2 separate regions of the Mus musculus genome follow, and region 2 is linked to region 1. The links are chromatin contacts, called in public Micro-C maps. All regions are on one chromosome and are shown on one strand. Each heading gives the region's core, a stretch centred on a gene start, on an enhancer-like site or on the middle of the called end of the contact. The rest is flanking DNA. Distances are from core to core; before and after follow the strand shown. Region 1 holds the start of Bmp3 (bone morphogenetic protein 3). Region 2 holds the start of Prkg2 (protein kinase, cGMP-dependent, type II).

Region 1 (6,311 bases), core at 2,232-4,731:
TCAGGGAAGTTGTCAGAGGGAGACCACGGCAGCTACATTTCAGATACTCTAGGTCTAGAACAATGAATGATTTTAGTCAGGTGAGCTCCAGGGAGCAAATGGCTCTCTAAGGCTGTGTATCACGCAGCCCGAGTAAGCTCTCCCTCGGAGAACCTGGCAGACCATCGGGCACTCCGTACACGGAGCACAGGCACCTGACCACCCACAAAACCTGCAACATCTTTGGTAGAGAGGGGCACATATGTTGTGGAACTTCAGCGTGTTGAACTGGGAAGGTCGATCTAATTTATTAACACAAGATAGTGTCTTTTGCCTACATCAACTCCGGTCGCCCAACGAAGGGCGTATCTGGATAGTGGTGCTGATGAAGGGAGAAAGAAGTACAAAAGCTTTAGCCCCTTCTGGAGTCCTGCCACTTTACAGCCAGACAGGTCTTATAACAAAATCCTTTCACTGTGTGAGCAACTAAACACTCTTAGAAAGAGTCCAACCTGAGCCACTTCTCCAGGAGTCTCTAGGGAGGTAACATGACACTTCAGCTTCCACAAAACCACACACACACACACACACACATGTGTCTGCATTTGATGAATAAGTCATTAAGACAGTTTGTAGGATGCTAAAGAATTACTTTTCTTATCAGGGAGCATAGCCTTGTATATATGTTCACAGGGGCAAGCCATCATTTCAAGGGAGTGTCTGGCCTCTGCTAAAGAGTTTATCATCTGATGGTATAAGACACAGTGAGGCTGACAATGGATACTGGAATTACAATGAGTAGAAAGAGCGAGAGCCCAGATGGTAAATAGTTGTTACCCAGGACTTAGTCTAAAATCAGTAGCTAAACAGTATGTGTGGAAGAGACAAAAAAAAAAAAAAAAAAATCCAAATTTACCTTCAAATGTTGTTACACGCGCTAAAAATAAAATCTGTTAATGCAAAAATGGCTTGTCACTTGGACACCCCAACTACTCTCTGGGAACATAAGCAAATAGAAATATCGAAGCCAGGATGATTTAAATATCTTCCTTACTGCCACCTGCTTTGCCCACCCACCAGCTTCCTTCCAGACCTTGTTAGTCCCACGGTGCTCTTTGGCTCAGCTCTGCCCTCAGCAATGCACTAATGTAAACAGATGGGTCACTGGTGTCAGGGCTATTAGAGTTGTCTCTTCAAGTGGCTAGAATGCTCAGCAGCAGGCAGAATAGGTTTCTAGGTCCTAAGTAGAGGACAGCTCTTTTCAGATCCTGACCGTGGATCTACGAAGCAAGTGAAATTTGGCTTAGCTCAGCTTCTAGCTAAAGACTTCTTCTCTGCATTAAAAGCATAACTCACATTTATTGTAAATGGCGTCGTGCCCGTGAGCTCCAGAGTGAATTCACAGTGGCTTTCCTTGGTGGATATCCCCACCTCCCCGCTCCCAGCCCTCACGAGTGAGGTCAGGAGAAAATTCATCTAGTGTTTTGGACAGAATGGAGAGAGCACTAGAGACACAGCCTCCACCCTTGAACATTCCTGACTGTTCTTCAACCCAAGTCTGGAAGGCAGACTTTTCAATCACCTTTCCTTTAATCCTGAAGGTAATGTACACAAACCCTAGTGCATCCTTAAAGCAGATCAACAGTGAGTGTCCAGAGATTTTGCCCTCACCCTGTTATTATAAACTGTTCGCTTCAGCACAGGAGCTGGCAGGGGTGGGGTGGGGTGGCTTTAAGCCATGAATTTCAGCCTCAAGGATCTGTGTTGAAAAAAATAAACCAAAAAAAAAAAAAAAACCGGGAAGATGAGATTTTCATCGCTGATACTAAGAGGTGTTTACTCTCCACCAGAGGAGGTCTCTTCCCAAGCTAACGCTTCCCAGCTTGGATCTCGCAAGACTTATTTGCCAGATGGGTTAGAAATAATCTAAACACTCACGCACCTGGTTTTGTTTGTGTGTTTGCCACTAGGGGACTATCAAGAAGAACGTGTCAGATATAGCAACCCAAAGGTCGCAGGAGTTAAGAGTGAGTTCTGTGTCTGGAGAAGTGCCTGTTGAGTATGCTTTTCTCTCTCTGGGCCCAGGGTTGGCATAACATGGCATTCACTTCGATCTAAACGCTGCCAAAGCCCGTCGGAGGGAATTTATGCCGAGCAGAGCAATTAAATCATCAGCATAAGATCTCCGTAGGGGTGCCTGGAAGAGGGCTTCTGGACCCTGGGTGTCCTCCCTTGGCCTCTTTCCTGCTGCACCTCTAACTAAGCCTTGCCACTGTCCCAGCTTTTCTTCTGCTTTCCCGTCTCAGTTGGGCTCAAACTAGGCTTATCCGGAACGTCCCTGGAAAATTCCGAGAGGGCAGAGGGGACCAGACGGCAGCATATGAGAAAGGTCCCTACAGTGTACCGCCAGGAGACAGCGGAGTGGAGTGGCACGGCGGGAGGGGCTGTCCTCTGCACCCCGGGGTGGGATGGGCTCCCTCTCCCTCCCACTCACCTGCGGCTGCGGCTCTGAAGCTGCGGACCGTGTTACCACCGCGCAGGGGCTGAGGACCCGGGAGCTGCGAGCCCGGTGTCCGGGTAGCCTGGACTCTACTGCTGCCGCTGTACCTGTCATAGAGCCACAGCATATGCTCCGACACCTTGTCGTGCGGCCTCAGGTCCGGACTCGGGCTACCACCTGTCGCGCGGTCGCTTGGCTCAGTCTCACGGAGTCCCGGGAGGTGCAAGTTTGGTCTCTGTCCCTGTGCCAGGTTCAGGCAGAAGTAACCTAGCCATAGACAGAGCAGCCCGCGCGCCCCGGCCATAGCGAAGTCCTGCTGTCGCACCGCTCTACTTCGGGTCGCCCGCGACACCTCGGAGGCGAAAGGGACGGCGGCAGAGCCGGGGTGGTGCTCCAGCTGCGGAGCGGGACACTGAGAGCCGGGCACAGCTGGAGCGAGGCCGCGAGGGTCGGCAGGTGGGCTCTGGGTGGCAGCCGCGCCCGCTCAGCTCCTCTCGCCGGCCAGCCGGAGGGCGGAAGGTCTGGGCGAGCGCAGCCGAGTTGTCAAGCGCGGGCTCTCCCTTCCGTGCCACCTGAGACTGGGAACACCCGGCCGGGCTGCCGCTATGGGGATCTGGATCTGCGCTCCACCAGCCTGGGACGCGTGCCGGGGCGGGGTGTGCGCTGTCGCAGCCAGCTGAGTTCTCAGAGGACGTGTGGTGTGTGTGTGTGTGTGTGTGTGTGTGTGTGTGTGTGTGTGTGTGTGAAGACAGACAGACAGACAGAGAAAGAGGGAGACAGGGAGACAGAGACACAGAGACAGTGACGAACAGAGAGACAGAGATAGAGAGACTGGTTCTGTTCCTTCTTGTCCTGATCTGATCTGTCCGGTCCGCCTGCAGCGAGTTCTCCCTCTAGCCTCTGGCTCGCCTTCCTAAGGCAGCTGGAGCAAGACTACCTCCAGAAGAGAGAAGCCTGGAGCGAAGTAACCAGGGAGCCAGAACCAGAAGGGTAGGGAGAGACTAGGGAGGGCGCACGGGGAGGGGCAGGTGGCGCTGGCGAGGGGAGGATGGAGGAAGAGTAGGAGGGACTTTTTAAAAAATCTGAGCACAAGTGGCTACATTCCTCCTAGCAAAAAGGCAGAGGCAAGTAGCAGTTTCTTTTCCCTTATTTGTTCTTATTTTATTTTTTGTTTTTTGTTCCCTTTGTTTGTTGTAGAGGTTTTGGCTATTTGCAGTTTGCTTTGTATTCCGCTGATTCCATATAAAATCACCACTATACGAACACCACAGTTGGCTCCTTCCCTGGGACACTTGGAAGGGCCCTGTACCCAGACACCTGCGCTGCCCTCCTACAGCTTATTCTTCATAGAGTTTCTTTTCACATACATCCTCATCTTCTTCGGAGGAGATAAACAAAATGAAATTCCACCCCATGTTTTAAAAAGATAAGCTAACTACCACAAGTCCAGCTCGCACTGTCAGACCTCTCTCAATAGGTTTCCTTGAAGACAGCTGATGTGAGAATGAGTCAGGGCCTTTAGGAAGAACCTGGTGTGCAGACTCGAATATAACTAGTTCTGTTGTCCACGCCATGCCAGCACCCTATGGTGTCAGAGAAACATTAAACTGCTAGCCAGCACTGTTTACTGCAAATAACATATCCTAGGTACTTGTCATCCCCTGTGTCCAGACAGGATTTCACTGTGTAGCCAGGGCTGGCCTTGACCTCAGACCCCTGCTGCTTCAGCCTCTCTAGCACGCGGGATCCAGGCCTATATCACAAATCATGGGCCGTAGGCATTGTGCATTGTTTTCAAAGAACCTTCAAACAAATCCCATGTTGCAGACTAAAAGACTGAGAGAAAAGATGATTCCTAGCAGGTGGCAGAACTGGGCTCCAAACCCAGGGAGCCTGACTTGCCTGACTTCTACTCTAGGATCTCTACATACTTAAGAATGGAACGGACATTTAAATTGGCTTAAGCAGACTATGCCCTTGCCATGGCTCCTGGCAGTAGGACTCTCAGTCAATGTCCCTTTTGGGAAACTGTCCCATCTCTGGTGCATTGACATTTTTGAAAAGAAATAGGTTCGCAGGTCACAATGAGCCTTCAACATTTAGTTTCTCCTTTGTTGGGGAATGATAAACCCTCCTAGAGTTTTGTTGGAGTAATACTAGAAACCAGTACTCAGTGAGTGGCACAGGTCTGGTCTTTAGTAGACTCTCAATCCTTTTATCCCAAATTATCCCAAATGTATCCCAAATGCAGACCATGGTCTCCCCCTCTCAGTCACTTCTCAACCCACTGTTCAGCTGTTTGAATTCTGCCCTTAGTCACCCTGGGAACAGCTCTGCAGATAATGCCATAGACTTCAAGAGTGGTCGAGAGGCTCCAATGAGATCATGTGGGTGAGCTTCGCCTGGCATAGAACACATAATAGCTTTTGTGATTAATAATAAAAACCTAATTGCAAAATTCAATAGGCACTGGAAGGCTAACCCTTTGATTTCCCCTGTGAGCCTTTGTGTTCCCTCCCCTCTCTGCTTTTTCTCAGTTGTGTGAAATGTCCTTGCAGCAGCTTCCTGCTCTGCCTCAAAGCAAAGCCAGATGGAGAAGGAAGTCCTCCACTCCTCCTGCACAACGTGGTCACTGTGACCCATCAGTAGATAGTTTCTCACAGCCAGAGCCCTCAGGATGGAAACTCTATCCTCTTTCTCTCGGTATCTCCAAGGAACTGCTTCCCTCATGCCTTTAACTCTGGTTCATATTTCCACTGCACAATTTGTTGCCCTATAATCTATATGGTTCTTTTAATTTGTACCAAGCCACTGCACGGGGACTGGAAATGCTGCATACCTGCATGCCTTCGCTCCTTCCTAACTGAATAAACCTTCACTTCTCTGTGCTTGTATTTTCTCCATTGCTCAAATAACACACACACACACACACACACACACACACACACTTACACAGAAGGCCCAATATTTGGGGGATTGTACATTGGAAACCAGACCCTAGTCTATATAGCAAGACTAAGACCCTTCCAAAGGAGAGGGAAGACGAAGGGAGGGAGCAAGGGAGGGGATAAGAATGTTGGTGATGGGTGTGTGTGTGTGTGTGTGTGTGTGTGTGTGTGTGTGTGTGTAATATTAACATAGTTCCCAAGATATTTTAATTGCTTAGGGAGAGTTGTCTGAGTTTGAGGAAAATGGCCTGTCAGTATGTTATCAAACTATATCCGTCTTTATACTTTAGTGACCAACTATTAGATTTGAACCAAGCAAAGTAAAGGAGGTGTTCGACGTAGTGGAGTGATCCCTATTAGGGTCTTTCAGCTGTAACTCAGAGACTAGTATCTGGATATGGAAACCATTGAACCAAGTGGTAACACTAGGAGAAATCTAAACCCTAAACTGTTTTATGTCATGTACATAAATGCCCTACCAATGACTGGGCCATAGAGGAAACAGGGAATCCAGGAGTGGTGTGTCTAGAAAAGACAAATAGAGGTGCCCATCTCCTAAGCAACTCTTGAGGGAATTGATTTGAAAGCAAACTGCATTGGAAATGAACTGCTCCCTCATCAGCCCTCCTGAGGCTGCCTCTGTGGGATATGTCAAGACAGCAGGAGTGTGATTTCTGTTGTCAGAGCCATAGAGTCTCAGAGCTAGTCATCGAAATAGTTTCAATGTTGTTAGCATCTTTTGATGCCTGCTCTTCTAAAACAGTAAACAACTAGATCATAGGCTTTCTAATTCTGGTCAGATTCGGGTTTAGCGTTTCTTCATTTACGGAGGGGACTTCAGAGCTCAATACATCACTGGTACAAATACATCTCTGGTCTTGTAC
Region 2 (6,232 bases), core at 558-3,057, 180 kb before region 1:
GGAATAAGGACTGGGGTGAGGGGTGGGGAGCAACGTGCTTAAGGCACTCTGAGAAAGAATGCCTGTGAGCCTTGCTTTTTTAAGCAATAGCTCATCTCCCCCCCCCCCACCTTCTCTTGCTCCTCCTCTTCTTTGTCCTCTTTCTCTTGCTTTTTGCCCCCTACCCCCACCCCTTCCTCCTCTTGGCTTTTTTTCTTGTTTCTCTTCTGTCAGGAAAGTAGACTTGTAAGAACTTCTATCTGGTCACTAGGCAGGGGTGGGATCCCATGTTTCTATTCAACGCTAGTTTTGCGCCACTGCCTATCTCCATCAGTGGGTTTCAAGCTTTTACCTCAATGGACAGAGAGTACCATTGCATAGTTGACTTAGTGGACCACAGGATTTAGTAAACACATTTACTATGCGTTTTGTATTCTTAAAAAAAAAAAGTAGCTCTGACTCAGTGTGTCAAGTCTGACCAAGTTCTTACCATGACTTTTAGATATTTTCCTATGGATTCTTCCATTTCTTTGGAGTTCTTCATCTCACCATCTCTGGTTAGCCAACGTGAAATGTACGGATTTGAGAAAAAGTACCTGGCCTTAATTTTGTCCAGTTAATAGAAAAACAAACAACCGCTCTTCGTCCTCTGAGGCTTAATGAACCCATTCAACAAGTGTACACAGGCCTCATTCTATGTGGGGTTATGTATGTAATAGTGCATGCTGGAGTTGCAGGAAACCCCGTGGCCTACCGGATGTTTGATACCCCTAGGGAGTCGCGGTCTCACGTTCTCTGGATACAAACTGAAGAATAGACCCTCACTGTACCTCTCACTGTGCAGAGAAACTGCCCTTGTCCTTGTGAATCTGCCACAGACATTCCTCTGGGAGGATGAAGAAACAGGAACTCACTACGGGAGAGCACACTACCAGAGCATAGCATACTGCGGTGGGCGAGTATATCCATTTATATTTAGAAAAACCATAACGCACACCTCGGAATACTGTGTCTAAAAGGCCACAGGAGAGTATTAAATTACCTGCTTGAATAACCAAGAGAGGCTCATGCTAAAGTCTCACAGAATCAGGAGGTATTAATTCCTGTCCCTTGAAACTCGGTTTAGCCACTGTCCCCAGCATGCATCACATTCAGTGAACTGACTAGATGCGAGTTAAGGTTCCAGAGTCCTAGAAGAGCACGCGGGCCAAGCAGCCCTTGGGTCACGTGTCATGTAGAAGGGCACCTCTGTGACACCAGAGAGCATGGCCAGGGTGTGTGCGCCTGTCCCTTTGCGCTCTGGAAGGGAAGGCAGAATGGAGAGAGACCCAGCAAGGGAGAGCAAGAGCCCACAGTGAAGCAGGCTGGAGGCACAAGGGTGGGGAGGGAAGGCGATGATGAATACCCCCCTCAACTTTCCTCTCCCTCGGCCCACACACTTGAAATAAAAATAATAACACAACCAACCACCCGCTTGCATCCACGATGTTATCGCCCTACTTAAGTTGCCTCACGCCGGAGGTTCGGGGTATAAAGTGCAGACTGTCGCCGTCGCCGCAGGCCGGCTCCGGAGTACAGGTTCGCGCCGGCGCGGGTGACCCCACCTTCAAGGAAGCGGGCTCCGGGCTCTCCCACGCCACGCCGGGCTGACCCCCGCCCTCCTCCGTCCCTCCTCTCCGCTGAGCTCCCTCCTCCCTCCGGCGCGCCTCCTTCTCGCGGCGGCCCCCGCAGAGCAGCCAGGCGGCAGCACCCACGTCGCCGCAGCTCCCTCCCGCAGCGCGCCCGCCGCGTCCCGGCTCCCACGCAGCGCGAGCGGCGGCGCCCGCCAGCAGCCCGGACCCGGCACAGTGCGCACGGCGCGGCGGGGCAGAGCTGAGCTGAGCCCGGCCGGGGCCGCAGAGGGGCGGCGTGGCGGAGGACGCCAAGACGCTGCGGCCGCGCGGAGGGGACGAGCTGCGCACCTGGAAAGTTACCCGGCGGCCTGGTGAGGCTGGGGGGCTCGGGCACCCGTGGGGCTCGCGACCAGGGACGGGAGTGGGGACACGCGGGTGCCACTGGGCGTGCGTTGCGCGGTGGGCACTTCTCCCACACCCAGCCCGTCTCTCTTGCTGCTTGCATGCGGACATGTGGACGCGTTTCCTTCTCTCCTTGTGGCGAGGGTGGCTCCATACAGCAGTTGGGTTTAGAGCGCAGTGTGGCTGCAGCGTCCTTTGGGCTCTTCTGGGGCTGGGGGCTCAGGGGCGCTGTCACGGTGTGCCGTCCTGGCTTAGTTCTCCAATGTCTGAATAGCTGATTGGGCACACAAGACTCCTGCAAGGACTTTTACAAGTGCTTGTAAACTTGTTTGGGTGTCTTCTTGTCACTCAGCACCCCGAGGCGCTTGCACAGTTCTGCACATCTTCGTGAAGAAGCAAAGAGAGCAAAGAAACGCTAAGCAAAGAGCCACTTTGGAAATGAGAGAGAGAGAAAAAAAGAAATAGGTTTCAAGTGTAAGTAGGAGAGCTGAGCACGTAGGCAGAGCAGGGAGGCCAGAGCTGAGAACAGAACCAGCTCAGCGGCCCATGAGAAAGGATGACCCTAGCTTTTAGCATGCTTGTTTCCAAAGTTCAATAGGAAAGGGGCTTTTATTTTCCTTAAAGAGAATGCAACATCCACCTGCTCCCTGCCACACCCCCATACGCACAAGCGCCTTAGAAACCGTTTCTCATCTTTGCAAGTTTCTATTTAGCTCACAAAGAAGGCGATCATCCCACAGAGTAGACAACAGCTGCTACTCAGGCTCCTGTTGCGTTTTGCACACCGGGCTAGTGAGGTGATGAAGTGAAGAATTCCCTCTGAAAAACTAGACTGGACTCTCCTTCGCAACAGGCCGTAACTAAGAATAAACAAATTGCAAAGGTGGTACCTGTGAACCCAGCTTTTAACAGTCCTTGACTCTGGGCCTCTGTCTTCACAGGATGCAAGTGAGAATTCTCATCACAGGGAAAGAAGGCACATGCTGCCTGCCTGTTGGCCGAGCCCTGTAGTCTCCTGTTGTCTGATTTCTCCCTGTTTCCCAATTATCCCCTTTTCCTATGTTTTCATTTTCTCCAGTTTCCTCGGCTCGCTTTCTTGGGCTTATCAGTACTCTTATTTCTACTATTGTAAAAATTCTCTGCATACCTCTTTAATACCATCCAAACTCTGGCTTCAGCTCTTTCCATGGGACTTTTAAATGAGGACTTTTTTCTTCAGTCTACTGAAATGGCTAACCTCTTCTGTGCTTTTCCCTCTGATCTCCCTTCCTTTGACACATCTGGGATTTGAGCTGTGGCCTGCTGGACTCTTGAAATGTCTATTTCCAAGCTGTCTAGCAGACTTCTGCCATTCCGACAATGTTTCCTTATCCTTTTCCTTTTTTACTGCCCCCCCCCCCCACACACACAAATTATATTTTCACAGGTATGGCAGGTCCACACTCGGCAATGTAGGTATTTCTTTCTTATCTTTCTTCAATGGTCTCGTCTATTCACGTGAATTCAAGTCTTACCTCTGCAGAATTGGCCTGACTTAATTTTTTTTATTAATTTATGTATTTACATCCCAAATACTGCTTCTCCTCCCAGTCCCTCCCTCACAGAGTCTCTCCCTCCATTCCCCCCCCCCCCTGTGAGAGAGTGGGCTCCTCTGGGTATTCCTCCACCCTGGCACATTAAGTCTTTGTTAGATTAAGGACATCCTCTCTCACTGAGGCTAGACAAGGCAGCTATGGAGACTGAGCTGCCTGTCTGCTACATATGTGCAAGGGGGCTTTGCTCTAGCCCATGTGTGTTCTTTGATTGGTGGTTCAGTCTCCGAGAGCTCCCAGGAGTCCAGGTTAGTTGGCTTGGTTGATATTCCTTTGAAGTTCCTTTCCCCTTCAGGGCCTTCAGCCACCCCCCACACCCCCACCCCCATCCTGAACTCTTCCTTAAGTGTCCCTGACCTCCATCTGCTGCTGGGGGAGGCTCTCAGAGGACAGTTATGCTAGACTCCTGCCTGCAAGCTTAACAGATTGTCATTAATAATGTCCGGGATTGGTGCTTGCCCTACGGGATGGGCTGAGTTGGACCAGTTATTGGTTGGCCTTTTCTTCCGTCTCTGCTCTATCCCAGCATTTCTTTTAGACAGGACACATTTTGGATCAAAAGTTTTGTGACGGGTTCATGTCCTTATCCCTTCACTCATGATCCTGCCTGGCTACAGGTGGTGGCCTCTTTAGGTTCCATATCCCCCCCTGCCCTGTATCCCAGGTATCTGAGAATTCCTAGAAATCTTCCACTCCAGCTGGAGATTTTCATTCATTATCCTGGCCCTTTGGGCTCTGTCCTGTCTTTCCCCACACCTGATCCTGCCTTCCCATTCCCCTCCTCCATCCTCCTCCCATTTCCCACCCGGTTCCCTTCCTCTCTAGGCCTCCTATGATGATTTTCTTTTCCTTTCTAAGTGTGATTCAAGAATCCTTGCTTGGGCCTTCCTTCTTGCTTAACTGCTTTGGGTCTGTGAGGTGTCATGGATACTCTGTACTTTCTGGCTAATATCCACATATCAGTGAGTACAGACTGTGCCTAGCCTTTTGGGTCTGAGATACCTCACTGAGGATGATATTTTCTAGTTCCATCCATTTGCCTGCAAAATTCATTGTGTCCTTGTTTTTAATAGCTGAATAGTATTCCATTGTGTAAACACAACACATTTTCTGTATTCATTCGTCAGTTGAGGGACATCTGGGTTGTTTTCAGTTTCTTGCTATTAAGAATGAAGCTGCTATGAATATGTCATTGGGTATAGTGGGTCGACTTTCGGGTATATGCCAAGTGATATAGCTGAGTCTTTAGGTAGAAGTATTTCCAATTTTCTAAGAAACCACCAGACTGATTTTCAGAGTGGCCACACCAATTTGCAATCCCAGCAATGGAGGAGTGTTCCCCTTCCTCTACATTCTTACCAGCATGTGCTGCTCCTTGAGATTTTGATATTAGCCATTCTGATTGGTGTTAAGGTAGACTCTCAGGCTGACTTCTTCTCTTTGCATAGGCTTCTCCCTCTTACTGGCCCATGGCCAACTCAGGACATCTTCTGTCTCCACAAGGCTCCTTCTCTGTGACTCCTCCCTCCTTCTGCTGGTGTCATGGAGGGTCACTATAGATGGTGCTCCATGGAACATGTATCACCAAATGAATGAACGACACAGAATGGAAGTCATGCTTTCTTCCAACCCGCCCAAGATTAAAACATTGGGAGTGACTTGCTCCATTGTCTCGTGTGCAGTTTGATTCTCAACTGCCTCTATATTTTAAATTATTTTTTTAAACATGAGATCATAATATAATCACAACATTTCTTCCTTTTTCTCTCTCCGGAAATTTCCATCTACCCCTCCTGCTCTCCTTCAAATTCATGGTGTTGTTTTTCATTGTTACTATATGATAGGTCATAGAATATAATATGATACATATGCTTGATGTAGGTATCCTGTTCAGTCCATATGTAGTTATATGTATGTGTGTGTGCTTATATGTATATTTTCAGGCCTGGCTCTTTGCTCGGGGCCAAAAAAATAAAATGGGTGTGCTCTTGTGTGTCCTGGTCACAGGTTCTAGGCCAGGTATTCTGACAGGAGCTGATTCTAACGCCTACTGTTCTCAGTTATGAGATTTCCCGGGGTTTTGAACCTGCTTCAGCTTTACCAGTCCCTCTGTCTGGTGGCCCGGTTCTCCTTGTTCCACGTGCTCTTCCTTGGGGAAACTCACGGCACCTGCTCCCGGCTCTCCTCCGTTGCCTGCAGTCCTGTGTGTGGCTATCCCTCCTCACTTTAGCTCCTTACCACAGCTCCTTCCTTTCCAATCTAAGAGTCAGATTTTCAAGCTGCTGTTCCTGTCCTGTCACTGAACCGGGAGCTTCCTCAGTCTCCACTCATCTGTCAACCACTGCGACAAGTCTTAGGTTCTTCCTTGCCTTTGACTTTCCAGCCCCTTATTTATTTCTGTTTATTGCACGTCTGTGCTTGAAATGTACATACATCTCTCATTCTGAGCATGTCCAGAATTAAACTGGTGCTCTGTCTCCCAAATCTGCTCCTCATTCAGGCTAATGGCACCGCCTCTCATCCGGTCGCCACAAGGTGAGCATGAGGTCCTTACTCTCTTTCTCCCCGTCAAGGACCATCAGCTATAATGTCCTGATTTGTGCATGCCAGCCCACATGTCTGCCTTGATGGTTTATATGTGTGTGT

What was found. A called contact is a pair of places that touch in the nucleus more often than the background predicts.
Region 2: a Micro-C map of embryonic stem cells shows a contact between it and region 1, with 4 times the contacts expected there. The contact joins the promoter of Prkg2 here to the promoter of Bmp3 in region 1. A contact is called at or near these places in 2 of 39 promoter capture datasets (the SN4741 cell line and embryonic stem cells), 2 of 484 Hi-C or Micro-C datasets (both in embryonic stem cells) and 1 of 9 other capture datasets (liver).

Annotation. Positions count from the first base shown.
Region 1 is chr5:98,851,585-98,857,895 of GRCm38.p6, reverse strand. Bmp3 (bone morphogenetic protein 3) reads right to left here and starts at 3,481. Exons shown (of 3, transcript NM_173404.5): 1 at 2,474-3,481. The coding sequence starts at 2,783. It overlaps Gm34563 (a long non-coding RNA gene), which reads left to right and starts at 3,389. Exons shown (of 3, transcript XR_389376.3): 1 at 3,389-3,469. RefSeq lists a promoter at 3,394-4,257 and a silencer at 4,595-5,099.
Region 2 is chr5:99,032,654-99,038,885 of GRCm38.p6, reverse strand. Prkg2 (protein kinase, cGMP-dependent, type II) reads left to right here and starts at 1,807. Exons shown (of 19, transcript NM_008926.4): 1 at 1,807-1,963.